Linked DNA regions of Gossypium hirsutum: region 1 is linked to region 2. The links are chromatin contacts, called in public Hi-C maps. All regions are on one chromosome and are shown on one strand. Each heading gives the region's core, a stretch centred on a gene start, on an enhancer-like site or on the middle of the called end of the contact. The rest is flanking DNA. Distances are from core to core; before and after follow the strand shown.

Region 1 (6,102 bases), core at 639-3,138, 200 kb after region 2:
AATGCTAATGAATAATAATACCTCTCCTGGGCCCTGCCTGTTCATGTCTGAAAAATCGTCTCCATCCATTCACTTTCTCATGTCCCGCGTCCAAACCGTGGGAATATATTCATTTATTGCCTTATTTAAAATTAGCCTCTATATTTTAAAATATTCCACTTCACTCCTCAATATATTGTATTGTATCAGTCACATTCTTCCTTCACCTTACATTTCAACTTACGCAAATATAAAATCGAGCATATTTAAAACACATAGATTAAATTGTAAATATTTGTATACCTTCTTTATTAATAGTTTGGATATAATGTTAAACTAATGACTAGTATCATTAGGTATTTCTTTTTTTTTTTAACTTATCATGTCTAAATTATTCATGTAATAAATTCATATGTTTTAAATATGTTTCATGCTAGATTTATACATGTGTTTAATATCTAAACTAATGATTAGATCAATAAAAGGATTAAATTGATAAAATATTATTACTTTAATATTTAATAAGAATATTTTAACATTTGAATAAGAATTGGAGGAGTTTTAATAATTAACCATTATTTATTTATTCGTACTACAAGTACAAAGTCAAGTTGCTTTTTGGTTTAGGATGAGGGCCACATACCAAGGCCGTGGTGTACGCTTTCGGTCCTCGAAGAGTCGATCAGTGCAATTTTATGGTCAATAACTTACTTGAATATGTAGTCTTGTACTCTAGTTAAGCCTCTCTTTTTTTTAATTTCGATTTTACAACTATAATTATATTACTGTTACAAGAATAATATAACTATAAATATAAGTATATTAAATCAATATAAAACATAAAATAAAGAGTTAGAATAATTCGGATAAAATTTATCTATGGGTTTAATCTTACTTATAGGCTGATTCTCGATATTTTTAGACTCTAGACGAAACAATAAATTGAACCTTTTTTAAAAAAAATTATAAAATGTAATATAATAAAAGTTAAAAAAAAATTAGTACCTTAGGAGATAAGCATTTAAGGTCAAAAACTGAAAGTCGTAGACATTTAATTAATTTATTTTAGTCTAATTTTTTTCTCACATTAAAAGTTAAATTTTTTTTTGAACCCCTTCCAACCCTGAGCCAGGCGGTTTCACTCTGAAACAACCCTTAAGCCTGGGCCTGCTCAATTATGATAACTATACATGATGATATCAAAAACTCACACATAACAATTGCATTTGGTGAGATTCGAAATTGAGTACTTATAATTTTATAGAGAAATGAATATATATTATTATTTAAAATTTTAATTGAGTTGGTGTTATGAGTTAATCAACATTAATTTAGTTTAAAATAACAAAAAAATTATTATTTTCATAAATTTATATCATTATAAAAGTGGTTTTTTTATCTTTTAAAAGTTTTTTTTTAAAAAAAGATAAAATCTAACATACAATAAGATTTAAATATAAGGGTAAGACACCATGAATTTAACAATCTCTTTTTATTTATTTTCTAAGTAAATTTTTAATAAATATATTTTATATAATTTTTTTCATTCATATAAAAATAAAGAGGCACATGCATAAATACAAAATAAAAAAGAATATTAATTTATTTTTAAATTTTATTTAAAAAGCAGTAGGGTAAATATAATTTATTTTTAAAAATAAGTAAAAAAAAAAAGTAAAAGCAGTATTAATGAAGGAGTAGGTATCTTTTTTTTGTTTGAGCATTGAGTAGGTATCTTTCGAATGTGATATTTTTTATTTACTAGATTTTCATTAGATATAAAGAAAAAGAAAATTAAGAAGGAAAAGAGTACAAGTCCATCCAACCAAACCAACGACTACTGGACTGGAGTCATTGAATGAGACAAGTCATTATCATAACATATAAAGACCATATAAATGAACCATAAGCAGTTTTAGATTTATTTGGAGGGGACGCTCATTAGATAAGATGGAATAAAAATGGAGATGGAAATGTAAGATGAAATTAACAATAGAGGGAGGTGAGATTCGGATTAGGATTAGGGAGCCGCAGAATTGAAAGAACACGCACACACACACACACTCTCTGAGTCTGCTTTCAATGGGGCCGGAATCAGGAGTTTCGATTCCTTCTCCTCCGCGAAATCCTTCCTCGGTTAGTGTTCATTTATTTATTTTAAGATTTTTGAATCTTGTTCTTGTGTATTTGGTTTTCAATTTTGATTTCATTTCTTATCTGCGATCTCTTCGGTTTCCGATGCTTTACAATCTTGATGGCATCTCCCTTGTTTTTTACTTATCTCTTTCTCTCAGTCACAGCTCTACTTTCAAATTCAATTAAGCTGCTCTAGTAGCTTCGTCACTCTTTTAGGCTTTTAGTTTTTTACTAACCTAACCTCTGCCTTTTTTTCGGCTTACTTTACTGTCCATGTCATCTTTTTTCTTTCTTTCTTTCTTTCAACCTTTTCTTCTGATATAATATAGTTATAACATAAATTTCAAATATTTTTTATCCTCCTCATGGATCCGCACCCCGATTATAGGAAGGTTGAATAAAGGTCACTTTTTTTTTGCTAGAATGTTGTGCTTATACGTAGTAAACCAATTTCTGAATTCCAGTTCAATCAATGTGTCTTATACATGTAAATCACTGGAGCAAAATCATTGATCTAATGGCCACTGTTATCAAAAAACGCATCTTGAAAACCAATATGACATGCATATGATCACTTTGGTGTTAATTCCTAGTAAAATCAAATGTTGGCCTGAATTTCTTTAATTCTTTATTTTTTTTCTTTTAATATATTAAAAAAAGAAAGGATATTTCCTTTTCTACTCAATATTTTTCTATATTGACCACTGCTTTTGCTGGAGTTTTGGGTCTAGGTGTGTTCCGGCATTAATCGTGGCATTATCATTTGTTTTTATTTGAAACTCAAAATTGTTTTAAGTACCTGAATCACTTTTGCAGCTTTCATGGGTCAATCTCTCCAGGAACCTAATATTAGCATACCAGAGCCTCGGGGTGGTGTATGGAGACCTGAGCACTTCACCTCTTTATGTTTACTCAAGCACGTTCATAGGGAACTTGCAGGATCATCAGAATGAAGATGCAATATTTGGAGCATTTTCCTTGATTTTTTGGACCCTTACATTGATACCCCTTCTTAAATATGTGTTTATCATGCTGGGTGCAGATGATAGCGGTGAAGGTGTGGTGAATCATTAAATTTCATAATGGATATTACTCTCCTATAAAACTTTGGCTAACCATTTAACATCATGTTTACATGATTTCTTATCAGGTGGCACTTTTGCTCTTTACTCGCTGCTTTGTAGGCATGCAAAATTTAGCTTGCTTCCCAATCAGCAAGCAGCTGATGAAGAACTCTCCGCCTACAAATATGGGCCCTCGATGCAGGTGGCCACTGGTTCTCCATTGAAGCGATTTTTGGAGAAGCATAAAGCGTTAAGGACAGCCCTTCTTGTTGTGGTACTCTTTGGTGCTTCTATGGTCATAGGTGATGGTGTGCTCACTCCGGCAATATCAGGTAGATATTTATATGGCTAACTAAATTTTAATATTGCAAATTCTTAGGTTATCATCTTTGTGGCTGTGGATTATAAAGTTTCAATACTTTTTCTTTCTTGGAATTTCCTCTTTATCATATGTGGCACGTGGGACAATAAGCAAAGCTATTGATGCTAACTTTTATTACATTACTTTAGTAAATGATTGTGGATTAAGGTTCTGAGCTTGAGAAGAAACTTTGATGAAGAGCTCTGCTGGATTTTGCATATGAACAAAACAAGATACTTTTTTGCTGGGACTTTACCTTTTATAGACAAAATCCAACAACTATATGATCCCAAACTAGAGGAGATGGCGAAGCCAATGCTTTTCCTCAATTTTCTTGTTTGAACCATTTGCCCGACCATGCAATCAGTGTGGCAACTTTGCATGTCGTGTTGGGATTTTCACAACTATGTTGATTCATTCAATGTGCCTCTTTCTCAATGGGACATAGTTGATCTCCAATGATCTAATTATGGGGACCGATCATCACAAATACTTTCATGAGCATAGCAGTGCAATCCTGGACTTCCATGTTTGCTCTTTTGTCAAGTGTTTGCACGAATCCTCCTGCCTCTAGTATATGTTCGTGGTGGATCCTGTTTGAATTTTGATATTTCATCATCTAACTAAAATTTCCCTCTGTTTTGTTGCTGTACTTGTGCCCTTTTGTCTTCAACTGGCTGTGTTAATTGATTTCTTTCTTCCAATGGTTAAGGGGTTAACTGTTTCTATGTTTGCAGTTCTGTCATCCGTTTCTGGACTTCAAGTTACTGAAAAGAAATTAGCTAGTGGTAATTCAGTTCTCAATTTTGGTTTTCTTTTCCTTTATTAATTCTACTAAGTTTTGGGTTCACAAGTTCTCTTGATGTTTCGTTTTTCCTGTAGTGCTTAATAAATTGGCTTTATTTTTAACCTAGGTGAAATTGTCGTGCTTGCTTGTGTCATATTGGTGGGCCTATTTGCCCTGCAGCATTTTGGAACACGCAGGGTAGCTTTTATGTTTGCACCAATTGTGATCATCTGGCTGGTATCAATTTTTTCCATTGGCTTGTACAACATAATATTTTGGAACCCAAAGATTGTTCGCGCTATTTCCCCATATTATATTATCAAGTTCTTTAGAGAGACCGGTAAAGATGGCTGGTTTTCGCTAGGAGGGATCCTTCTTTCAGTAACTGGTAGGTTGCATTTGATTATCAACAGATTACAGCATAACTTTTATTTTAATTGACTTAGATGGTTGTTGGTTTGAGTTAGTGATCATGTGCAATTTTTGGGTTTCATCAGGCACCGAAGCTATGTTTGCAGACCTTGGTCATTTCACTGCCTTATCAATTAGGGTGAGTGTAGTTCCTCCTTTGTTTGTACTCTCTTTTTTCCCTCTCCTAGCATGTGATAGTAAATTTTGGATTGAAGGTGAAAGTGTTCTATTCTCTTGACATACATGTCTAATCCTCTTGCTATATTAAGCTACATCTGTAGAACTTGCTAATTGAACCTTTCTTTTGACTAATGTATGAGGAAGAAACCTGATAATTTTTCCTGATTCTGCAGCTTGCATTTGCATTCTTAGTATACCCATGTCTGGTTGTCCAATACATGGGTCAGGCTGCGTTCTTGTCAAGAAACCCACAAAAAGTTCTTAACAGTTTTTATGACTCAATTCCTGGTTAGTGCAATCTGACAGCAACTGTATTGCTTCTAAACATTGTTACAACATTTAAGTTTGTGTAATTTTTCACTTTACCATTGCAGGTCCGGTTTTTTGGCCTATCTTTGTGATTGCCACCCTTGCAACTATTGTTGGGAGTCAGGCTATTATAACTGCCACTTTTTCTTTAATTAAACAATGCCATGCCCTTGGATGCTTCCCTCGAGTCAAAGTAGTTCACACCTCAAAACATATACTTGGACAGATCTACATCCCAGAAATAAACTGGATACTCATGATACTTACTCTTGCAATAACTATTGGATTTCGAAGTACTACTTTAATTGGAAATGCTTATGGTAATTCGTTCTCTGATAACTGCTTCTTCTCTCCTCAAATATTCTTGACAAAAATATGATTAAATAATAATTAAATTCTGTGCCTATATAAAGTGTTAAGTGGGTATTTTCAATCATGGCCGAACTTTATTATTGCTTTTCCTTGCCTATAGCCTCAGTCATGGAAATTGACTTTGTTACGTGCACTTTAGAGTTTGGACTTTAAATGATTGACTAGTAAAGTTCTTGTATCATTCCTCTCTTACACGGTAAACTTGATCAATTTTGTACTAACATTTTGGTGAATTTATTATGGTTATATAGAGTGTGAGTACCGTTGTCAATCACATAGTTCAGATTCTAGAGATTGTTACTAACTTGCATCAACTTGGCTGTGGTATTTGTCTTTGGTGATGATGTTTTCTTATTTGGTCTTTGCTTTCAGGACTTGCATGCATTACGGTGATGTTTATTACAACGTTTCTCATGGCTCTTGTGGTAACCTTTGTTTGGCAGAAAAGTGTTTTACTTGCTGCTATGTTCCTTGTGTTCTTCTGGTTTAGTGAAGGGGTCTAC
Region 2 (5,749 bases), core at 563-3,062:
GCAGTGTTGCTGTTACTTTCATCTGAATTGATCAGAATTTCATCACACAGATTATCCCTATGACTTTCTGACGAATCCCCAGTATCCAAATCAGATTCCATTGAAGAATGGGCTTCATAATCAGGCTCTGAAGCAGAAAATTGCCACTTTTCCCACTCCAAATCAATAACTTCAAACATAGCATGGTCCACGTCAACCCTTGAAGCGCTTTCGTGCTTATCACCTTTTAAGTTCAAGGGTGATGATTCTTCTTTAATCAGAACTCCTCTAGATTCTTCATCTGCGTCTCTTTGTTTCAGCTTTTCACTGATATCATCAATTTTGGAAATAATGTCACCACAATGTTCAATATTTTCATCAAAGTCAACCTCAAAGTCTGGTGATCCTTCAGATGAACTCTCTGAAATTAGCTCTACCCCTGTTTCATTGTCATATCCAGAATTATCCTTTCCCTTGGCCTTCATTTGTGTGCTTCCATAGGTTGCTTCAGCGTTATTTCCTTTGTTTTTTGCATAGATTTCAATGAAGAAATCCATGGCTCCCCCTTGCATCAAATGAGAAGGGGAGATATCCAAATCCACTCCATTGCTGGTGGGCCTGTCAGCAAAAACCACAGGCTCTTCGTCACCCCCCTCCGTTCCATCACCAGAAGGCTTTACACTACGAGGGCTCAAAGCTTCCATCTTCATGCTTCTCTGGGTTTTCATAGAACGTCTCCTTGCTTTTAAGAAACATTTCAATGGAGGCAAAGGAGTATGGTGATGACCATTAAGGGAACAGTAAGTATATGAGCAGACCTTGATAATAGAAGTTCCCTCAGACTCAGTCCCATGATTCAGCATGAGATATGAGGGAAACTTTGAATCCTTTAAAGTTGAAGAACAGGTAGCCCTCTGTACATTCATATCTGCACATAGAGCGACCCTGGAACATTTTTTGGCGGAAGCTCTAGCCGGCTTGAAAGTAGGAGATTTTGTCAAAGTCCTCACTAGCTTCAAATTAGATGTCCTTGTTAGAGTTCTAGCACCAGCAGCCTTATTACAAGAATCAGAGCTGATAGAACCGGTTGAACATCTTCTATTTAGATTCTTGCTGTCTGAACCGGCTAGAGAACTTACCGGAGAACTCTCCTTTTTGGCCTTGGAACTGCTGGTAGACTTCATGTAGTTTGGTGATCCATCGACAGCTTTGATCACAGATTTATTTTGTGAAGTTGCAGCTGGAAGAACATTGAGAGGTGGTAGTTTTCCAGGTTGTGCAATGGTTTTCCTCAAAGGTGATGATGATCTTAGACTGCCTTCTGAGAGCTTAATTGACCTTGATTTTTTCAATTTTTTCTTCAAGTCAGTTGCTTGGTGCTGACAATATGATGGTTTGAGGCTTCCCAACAGCCTTTCTGATTTAAGGAGATCACCTTGGATTCCATTACCAAGTTTGTTGGGCACCTTTCTTTGAACCATCCTCGAAGGAAAACTTAGAGCATGGATAAGAGATCAGAACTAAGGTGGGATTATATTTTGCTTTCCATGGATGGATATTAGAGAGTTGAGCTGTGGAAGAAAAGTAGTCTTGTTGAGCTTTGTTTTCTTGGGGTTGAAAAATGACATCAAAAGGGAAAAAAAGAAAAGAAATTTTAGACGATCAAACAATATAAGATTCCTTTTTGATTTGGTTTGGTTTTCAGTGGGCGGCCTTTTGCTTAAATTGAACTGTGATTTGGCCGATGAAAACAAGTGTAAGGGGCTGATTTGCACTAACATATGTATTATCCTTTGTATTCATTCGTTTTAAGATGGTTCTTCCTTGATGCATAATTGAGATGCCACGTAATTTCCACATCATAATTGAGGGCAATTTGAATTGGAAATAAACATTTAGCAGATTTAAATAAATATATTTTATACCATAGGATTTCAGTTCAAAGTAATTTAGCCGTTAGTTTCCACTGCATGATATATAGGCCAAATCACCATCCATTTGTTGCAAGGAAACGTTACGTCAATCAATATAATAATTTATTAAATGAAGGGGAAAAAAACCCTAAAGCCAAAAAGAAGAAGAAGAAGGAAATTGAAATAATAAAGGCAATTAGGGTTTTAGATGGGGAGGCAGGCAAAAAAGGAGTTTGGGGAAGACAAAGGCAATAGTGGGTAAAAAGGGTAGTGATTGTGGGGGGGTCAACTTAAGAGCCTCTGGTTCAACTTCACGGTCATAGACGCTCCTCTCTCGAAATTTGAGGAAATATAAAAATAAAAGGGTCTCATAATAATCCTTTGTATTCCCACCTCCCCCCACGGCCCATGCCTGCCTATTTCAATTTGCCAAATCCATTCCAAGTTTCTTAATACAATATCACTCACCCTTTCACATTTATCATCTTTTTTTTTCTTTTTAATGAAAATTATTGTTTACTAAATTTATAAAAATTGATAAAATAATAAATATGATTTTATTTGAAATGATAAAATTGATAAGGTTTATAATGTATTGAGTTTGATGTCTATCATGTGCATGTATTTTTTAAATTTTATATAAAAACATAAAAATAAAAAATAAAACTACCTTCAAAATAATATTTATTTCTTTATAAAAATAAAAAAGTTTTTTTTAGTAAATTTATAATTGAGTTAACCTCGGTTAAGAGTCATACCAATTTAATCAAAATTTTAAATATTAATATAGATATTTAACAATCATATCTATATTTATCTATATTATGTAATTTATTTGATTGAATTAGCACCATTAATCGGATTTCAATTCAATTGTAAAATTATCAAAAAATTATATTTAAATTCATAGGTTTTATTATTTAATTTTTACTATTTTAATAAACTCATATTTAATTGTTCATTTTTTTTATAATTTTATTCCATAAAATTTTGGCAACCGTGATTGTGGTATAATCTAATTTTATGTGGAAAGAATTATTCTTTGTTGGTCCCCATAAGAACAAATAAATAGCAGCATCAGTCCGAAGAAAATTTAATGGCATAGATTTTGAGCAAACATCCCTTGCAGGGTTTAAGGCCAGAAAATGGGACTGAATCTGTCAGCGCAGCTTCTTCAAGCATTGCATAATGATTGAGCATCATAAATGGATACAATACTACCAAGTTAGTATATTATGACTTCACTTGACCCCATTAACAACAACAACACTTCCTGCAAAAACTCTCATGTTTTCTTGTTCGCTAAATTATCCTCTTTTTTTTTTTTTTTCAAATTCTATGTTCAGCAGCACTAGTAACCAAACTGTCTTATAGTTTTATATGAAAATGAAAATATATAATGAAATTTATAACAATTATATTATATAAGTTGTTAGGGTAGATAAAGATGGTGGTTGGTATTATATATGGTGCAAAGAGTCCATAACGATAGTAGTTTTAGAGTGTAAGAGATAATATTTAGCAATGTGTGGGTTATATAGTTGATATCATATATATGACTTTTACTTTTGTTGGATATATACTACTATCAAACGAAATAATTAGCACTGACAGGATAAATAAACTGAGTGTAAATAAATAAAATAATCATTGTGCCATGAAAGAACCACTTTTTAGAAGTAGATCTATCTTAATTGGTATAATTGTTTAGTAGACGTCGCATTCCAAGGTTAACACAGTACTTCAATATTCGTATACCCGAAAAGAAGGTGAAACACAAATGACATTGCTCTTCTTAGGAGGAATTGAAAAACAAAGCAAAAAATATAAAAAAGAAGAATGATCTACTATTTGTACTATTTTTTGAAGGGACAAAATGATAAAATAGCAGTGCCAGTTTTCAAAAATAGTAAAGGATTTTCCCCAACTGAAAATATTTTGCAATAGCTAGAACATTTTCTTCAACTAAAACAATATTTTGAAAGCAAAAAAATATTTCTGATAAAAGGAACAAAAAATTTATTAAAAAAAGAAGCACAAGCGATAACGTTGACACAAACACAGTGTAGCAACCCGTTTTTCAGTGGTGTCGGAAACAGAGGTTTTGGGACCACAAATTCAATGCGTAAATCCGTAATAATTAGCATTTAAATTATATGGGTTAAAATATAATTTTATATTGAATTTTTATTTGAAGAATTTTAGCTAATTGAAATAAATGGTTAATATAAGTTGTTGTCCCAAAAGTCAAGTGATTTAAAAAAATGAGGCATCGGGACCTCGTTTCTGAAAACCGAGCTAGTAAATATTGTTATTAAATACTTATTGAACCATTGTATAGGTAAGTGAAGGTTCGATTCGGTTCGAAAATTTTATTGTTTAAATAGTTAATTTATGAAAAAGGATTGAATTGTAAAATATATAAAATTTCATCATTATTGATTTTTATTGACTTAAGGGTATAATTAAGATATGTTTAAGTATTTAAAAGTGAATAGACCATTTTTTTTGTTAGTGGGACAGTTAGTACACATTTTATTAGATTTTTATTTATTAAATTAAACGTTTAAAATAATTAAAACAAATGAAAACATAAAATATACATTATGGTCATTTTCCTTATATTTTCCACCACCGAAAATTGAAGATAGAAAACACCATGGGAGAACCTTGAAGTTTCGGCCTTGTAAATTTCCTTGCATATCAATAATTAAATTGTACGGAGATTAATCGGGGAAAAGAGGAAATTGTTGATTAGTCCGTTCGAGTCAATCGAAAACATAATCTAAGTAAATTCATAGTGTAATGAAATGTATATGTGTTTTTCTTTATAATTATATTATTTTCCACTAGTTGATTGTATAAATGTGAAATTTCATTAGTTATATATATATTATTACATGTTTTGATTAAGTACAAATGGAAAATGAATATTTAGTGATGGTAATTCTTGTCATTTGCAAATTATTGAAATGAATGTAACAAATCTATAAAATGTGTACGGAAATAAGAAGCGCCTGTAAGTGATTGATCTATTGATATCATGAGTTTAAGGATAATGACCGGTTGAATATAGTAAACGGTTAGGATGCGATTGACATGCCAATAGAGTTAGTACGCGCGCTTATATGGGATTGCACTTTGGTGCCTTTGATTGCATATTTTGTACCTCTTTTTGCACTTTGTTGCCTCTGTTACGCATCTATGATGCCTTTAGTGTGGTGTAGTTACTTGAATATCTGAGTCAAGTTACTATAGTTCATCGGGCTATGTGCTAATTGATCTATAACTTAATTACTTGCTAAATTCTATTGCATATTTATGGTGTTACCAAATGATAAATGTTACAATGAAATTCTTGTTTATAAATGTTGTTGGTTATATTGAGAAACTATGGTTGATGGAGTTGGTTAAGCCTTTTTGGAAGGTGTCATTTAAGTATATATTTATATAAGTAAGAATTTTTGGCTTGAAACTATTGTGGTACATGAATTATTCTGTTGAATGCTTTGATACTAATGTTAAGTGACATTTGTAATAATTGTCAGGGTATGGTTATGAAAGCTCTTTTAATATTAATTTATAAGTTATGGTGAGATAATATTGAAATTCATGAATCATATGGAGATGTTAAGTGATGAAATTGAATATTTGATGATTATGTATTTAAAATTTGTTTATAATAATATTGAAATGACAGGAAAGTTTATAGTTATAAGTATGAAACGCACGCTTTGTAAATACGATATTACTGTCACAATTATGTGTTTAAAAGAAATGAAATATGTATGTGAATTGACATGGTCAAATGGATGATACGTTTTACATGTTGAATCTTTCTTATTGAATGATACAAA

What was found. A called contact is a pair of places that touch in the nucleus more often than the background predicts.
Region 1: a contact with region 2 is called in a Hi-C map of leaf, with 4 times the contacts expected there. The contact joins the promoter of LOC107896301 here to the promoter of LOC107896303 in region 2. A contact is called at or near these places in 24 of 34 Hi-C or Micro-C datasets (anther, callus, fibers and 5 more).

What each region holds. Positions count from the first base shown.
Region 1 is chrA05:81,711,250-81,717,351 of Gossypium_hirsutum_v2.1, forward strand. It overlaps LOC107896301 (potassium transporter 4), which reads left to right and starts at 1,889. Exons shown (of 10, transcript XM_016821448.2): 1 at 1,889-2,115; 2 at 2,932-3,172; 3 at 3,266-3,511; 4 at 4,278-4,328; 5 at 4,455-4,715; 6 at 4,825-4,877; 7 at 5,092-5,206; 8 at 5,293-5,547; 9 at 5,972-6,102. The coding sequence starts at 2,062.
Region 2 is chrA05:81,516,235-81,521,983 of Gossypium_hirsutum_v2.1, forward strand. LOC107896303 reads right to left here and starts at 1,813. Exons shown (of 1, transcript XM_041112513.1): 1 at 1-1,813. The coding sequence starts at 1,460.